Regions from separate parts of the Mus musculus genome. Here region 1 is linked to region 2. A link is a contact called in public promoter capture Hi-C data. All regions are on one chromosome and are shown on one strand. Each heading gives the region's core, a stretch centred on a gene start, on an enhancer-like site or on the middle of the called end of the contact. The rest is flanking DNA. Distances are from core to core; before and after follow the strand shown.

Evidence for each region. Capture Hi-C pulls out chosen DNA fragments and counts their contacts.
Region 1: a contact with region 2 is called in a promoter capture Hi-C map of adipose tissue. The contact joins two enhancer-like sites. A contact is called at or near these places in 2 of 484 Hi-C or Micro-C datasets (embryonic stem cells and nephron progenitors) and 3 of 9 other capture datasets (adipose tissue, embryonic stem cells and pancreatic islet).

The regions. Positions count from the first base shown.
Region 1 is chr4:141,642,275-141,644,974 of GRCm38.p6, forward strand. It overlaps Plekhm2 (pleckstrin homology domain containing, family M (with RUN domain) member 2), which reads right to left. Exons shown (of 20, transcript NM_001033150.2): 2 at 376-482; 3 at 132-241. Among named protein-coding and RNA genes, the nearest start is that of Slc25a34, 20 kb to the left of the region's middle. Within about 2 kb of position 1,412, at least 91 of the 459 cell types and tissues checked have an H3K27ac peak or open chromatin away from gene starts, as enhancers often do. A contact at or near this core is called in adipose tissue, where this site is marked.
Region 2 is chr4:141,499,393-141,502,092 of GRCm38.p6, forward strand. The region is part of intron 3 of Spen (spen family transcription repressor); the gene reads right to left. Among named protein-coding and RNA genes, the nearest start is that of Gm4123, 35 kb to the right of the region's middle. Within about 2 kb of position 1,374, at least 79 of the 459 cell types and tissues checked have an H3K27ac peak or open chromatin away from gene starts, as enhancers often do. A contact at or near this core is called in adipose tissue, where this site is marked.

The DNA.
Region 1 (2,700 bases), core at 162-2,661, 140 kb after region 2:
AAATGAGGCTCTGCGGAAGGCGTGGGAATGTCAGCCCCCACTGCCACTGGACACTACAAGACAGACAGACAGCTGCCTCAGGCCGACCCTGGCAGGACCAGAGCTCCCCACAGGGGAGCGGTTCTACTCACTTCGCCCCAGGTTGGTGGCTACATGCTGTAGCACCTCAATTTGCCTGATGGCCTCTCTGCGGGTAAAATGGACCACGAGCACCCAGTAGCCAGAGGACAAGTCTTGCAACCTGTGAGGATGGGACAGCAGTGCTGGGCTGAGGCGGGCTGTCTCAGGCAACCAGGTGCCTCACTGTGGCCTGCCTGAGTGAGACAAGCCTCCCTGTGCCCGGCCCCCACAGCACGAGGAGGGGACTGAACTCACCCGTACAGCAGGGCGTGGTCCAGGTGCTCACACAGGCGCTGCAGGACCTTGTCGTGGTTCCGGATGGCAGGGGTCTCGTCCTCACATGCTGCAAAGTAGCTCTGCAGCTGAAAGGAAGACGACAGTGCTGACGAGGAGCGGCTCTGGGTATATGGCGTCCTGGGATGGCCCGTCGAGTCTGCCCTGATCTTGCCCAGGAGGTTTCCGAGGGCAAAGGCTCTCAGGAGGACTTTGTGTAGATAGCCTTGTGAGGGATGGCCAGCTCACAGTGTGTTGGGCACTATGCTTTGGGGCAGGGGGATAGGCTGTGCTTGCAGCCTGGGCATCATACACAGTGGTATCTGTTATCAGACATAGACACACACACACACACACACACACACACACACACACACACAGAGAAAGAGAGAGAGAGAGAGAGAGAGAGAGAGAGAGAGAGAGAGAGAGAGAGAGCCTGTTGGTAATATCTGAAGGCATTTAAAAAAGATTCCCAAACACTTTAAAAAATATCAAAAAAAATATATCATTTATTTAATGTGTAGGCCCTGCTTGGAGCTGCCCTCTGTACACACCAAAGTCTGAGAGGCTGGGTCACCTGCTTTGATGGCTTTCCTGCCAGAGGCTGACATGGACATTAGATGTACCCGAGGAAAATGGCCACATCTAGGTGTGTGCCAGATTTGTGTCAAGCCCCGTGCCAAGAAGGACTCTGTTCCCAGAGCTGGACAGGGGGACAGAGAGAGGGTGGGAGGGAGGGAAAAAGAGAGCCAGGGAGAATGAGAGAAAGAAGGGGAAGAGAGGAAGTCTGAGATCTCAGAGGACTCTGAGCTCTGAAGCACCCCCAGCCCACCAGGATGATAGAGGCCAGGAGCCTGAGATCTATGCAGCCAGAGCAGAGCCCTCTCCTGTCACCTTCCCAGTGGCCCAGATGGAAAATGCAAGAAAAGAGCAGAGATCCCCATACACTGGGGGTGGGTTTAAGCTCCTGGGACCACTCCGCTCTCAAGTGTTTTCTGGAAGCAGCTGCAGTGGCAGATCAGTCACACCAAGAGGCACATGCTCTTGGAGGGAGGCCAACCATTGAACTCCCACAACAAAAATAGCCTCTTCTCTATGACCCGGAACAAGCCCAGCAGCCAGGCTGACTGGGACTGAATTCTCGTTCCGGGTCCATGCTAGGCAAGACACAGCCACTCGAGAGGCTCTGTCGCTGGCTATCCCACCCCTGCAGACCTTTGTCTTCTGTGCTTAGGTCTTTGAGCGTGAAGTTAAGGGTCACCTGTACTACTTCTGGATGGGTGACCCATTTTTTTTCATATTTATTAATGACTTAGCCTCTTTCCATCTGAGCCACAAGCCTTTTCTAGATTATTCTGTGTTGTTGGTCTGCTGTCTATTTCCAAATCAGTCCCCATTTGATTGCCTCCACTTTCCTCAGCCCTTGGACACCGGCAGAAGTTCACTTAGCCCCCACCCTGCTATTCTTTTACAAAACTGTTATTCCAGCCAAAATTTACGTTATACTTATAGGGGGCACATGTGCACATATGGAGGTCAGAGGACAACCTGCTGGTTCTCTCCTTTTATCTTATGGATGCAATCGGGGATCGAACTCAGGTCATCGGGTTTGGTGGCAAGCCCCTCTGCGTGCTCAGCCACTTTACTCACCCCAAGCCATTCTCTCACCATCAAAGTTCATCACCATTCCATTTTGGGTTTTTTTGAAAATTTGTTTTATGTGTACGGGTGTTTTACCTGCATGTACGTTGTGAGCTGCCATGTGGGGGCTGGGGATGCAACCCTGGTCCTCTGGAAGAGCAGCCAATGCTGAGCTATCTCTCCAGCCCCATCTCGGATTTATAATAGAATTATGCTGAACCCAGAGACCAGTCACATGGAGAGTTGATGGTGTTTCACAGTATCCAGTCTGGCCCAGGAACACAGGCCCCATCCCCATTTGCTCAGTCTTCCTTGGGCCCCGTGGGAAATCTGACAGATGTCTTTAGATATGTCCTACACATATTTACACTTTGCAAATATGCAAACATTGCAAAAATACAGGGTTGCAAATCTATACATGATTTCATGACTCAGAACAATCTACAACACAAAACCATTTTTTTTTTTTAAGATTTATTTATTATATATAAGTACACTGTAGCTGTCTTCAGACACTCCAGAAGATGGCATCAGATCTTGTTACAGATGGTTGTGAGCCACCATGTGGTTGCTGGGATTTGAACTCTGGACCTTTGGAAGAGCAGTCGGGTGCTCTTACCCACTGAGCCATCTCACCAGCCCACAAAACCATTTTTTAGGAAAAAA
Region 2 (2,700 bases), core at 124-2,623:
CCATGTGACGGATTACTTCTCTTTCAGTAGGCCATACTGGCCTTAAACTTGCAGCATTTCTCCAGCCTCAACCTCAAGCTACTACAAGTGAAGGCCCAACACTTAGAAGGCTGAGACAGGAATGTGGAGAGTTTAGGGCTAGCTTGGGCTACGTTGTTCTGTCTCCAGCAATCACAATGTAGAGAATCTGGGGCAGTTTGTGCAGGTGCTGGGCAGGTGAAATAGCACTGTCACTGGGAGAAGTGTATAGCATGTCCCCCAAATTCAACACCGTATAACCCAACATTCCCACTGTGCCCATGCACCAGAAAACCTGGACAAGAGGCTCATGGGCATCCATGTACCCACACGTAGCACGGTTTGCAGTCAAAAGGTAGGCACTTAAAACCAAGTGTGAGACAGTTGAATGGATACACAAAATGGAGTGTGCTGTGGGCACACACAGTATGACTGCTATTGATGAGCCTTAAGGAGGGAGTGAATTCAGCCTGACACAATCTATGATGTGAGGAACCTAGAGAACGCTGTGCTGAGTCAAAGAGTCGGACACAAAAGCACACTTATGGTCCCATACTAGACACTGAGAGTAGTCAAAGTCATAGGCAGAGAACCAGTGTGTGTGCACACATTCACATGAACCCACATGTACGTGTGCACACACAGTCACATAGACCCACATGTACGTGTGCACACACAGTCACATGGACCCATAGGCATGGGAGTGGTATGGTGTGCTTTTCGAAATTTCTCTCCACCTTATTTTTTGAGGCAGGTCCCACTGCAGCTAGGAGCTGGCGGATTCTGCGAGAGTGGCTGGCCAGCGAGCCCTAGAGCTCCTGCCTGCACATGTGCCATGGATGCTGGGATCCAAGCTGAGATCTGCATGCTTACAAGGCAAGCTTATGGACTGTGTCACCGTCCCAGCCCAGAAACTGTCGGCAGTAGACAATACCTTTACGTTTCAGTTCGGAAGGCTGGAGAGGCAGCTCGGCAGTTACTAACACTTGTTCTTGACGAGGACCTGGGTTCAATTCCAGATATCCACATAACGGCCCACACCCACCCATACATTAGTTCCAGGAAATCCAGTGCTCTCTTCCGACCTCCCTGGGTATCAGGCACACACGGTGTGCAAGCACAAGCAGGCAAAATACCCATACACACAGAATAAAATAAACAAATCTACAAAATTTTTAAAGTATTTCAGTTTGCAAAGGTGGGAAGGTTCTGGAGACGGACGGCACGGGTCCGCTGATGTGAAACACTTCCTGCCACAGAACTGGGCCCTTCAAAAGTCTGCAAGGGAGCATGTGCTCTTGTTTACTCTCCCCAGGCATCCTGCACAGTAAGAAGAGTTCCCTTTGTTTCTTAAGAAGGGAAGTCTCTAGAGGTCTCACATGCTGTCTTCCAGTCTTCCAAGTTTCTTTAGCATGACCTTAGCCCCGAGTCAGCTGTGACTCAGCAAAGTTAGAGCAGAGGTGGCCTGAGGGATGGAAATGACATTCCAGACCTTACTGAGGAAAATCAGATATGACGGCCACCCAAAACAGAATGGGGAGCAAGTCAGAGGAACTCACAGAAGCGCAAAGCTGTGTGTGAGACCAAACCAAGCAGCTCCATGTAGTAATTCCTGCTACACAGGCAAACAGTAACCCTCTACCCCAGGGTGAAGGGTTTGTGCTGTGTCAGGTGCTGGGGACAGACCCCAGGGCCTCCCACACACTGGGCAGGTACTGGACCCTGAACTGCATCCCCAGCCCAAAGACTCTGAGTAACTGATTTTAGCAGAAAGTGCTGTTTAAAAGTGTGCACTTAGCTCTCACAAAAGGGTAACCATGACTTCATTCTTCAGAACGCAGCGACAGCTGCAGCTGGTTTTTTTAAAGCTTATGATTATCTCTGGAAGTTATGTAAAATATAGAAATAGTTCACCACAGAGAGCTGGGTAATAAGCAAGAGACTAAAACCTAAAGCTGAGTACAGTGCCGCTCAGCAGTGAAGAACAGTTAAGACCCGGGTCTTAACCTCCAGCAACACAAGACAATAAGATGAAGTGCGAGGCCCTCCTGAGCCTGCTGCTGAGCTCGCCACTGCTGCATGCGAGGGACATGCGAGCACTAAGCCATACATGTTTTAGCCTCCCTATCAGATCTGGCTGAAATAAAATCAAAGGAAGGAAGCAGGGGGGCTGGAAGAATCAGGCACACAACACAGGGATCTTTATAACTGGGCACAGCTGTAACATTCCAACACTGGGGAGGTTGAGGCAAAAGAATCATTGCAAGCTTGAGACCAGGCTGATCACAGCAAGCTCTGTCCCAACCTAACAACAATGATCAAGTATTGTTCAGCCTTACAAAGGGGTGATACAGAACACGGTGAGTGAGCCTTGAAGGTATGATGGTGAAATGAGCTGAATGAAAGGCACAAGCGGGGCTGTGATGGCACAAGCCTTTAATCCCAGCACTTGGGAGGCAGAGGCAGTGGAGCTCTGAGTTCGAGGCCAGCCTGGTCTACAGAGTGAGCTCCAGGACAGCCAGGGCTACACAGAGAAACCCTGTCTCAAAAAACAACAAACGGGGCTGGAGGGATGGCTCAGTGGTTAAGAGCACTGTCTCAGTTTTGGGAAACAAACAACCTTGACCCTGGAATATTTTCAGTTTAAATTCCAAAGAGGACAAGCAAAAAGAGTTGCAATCC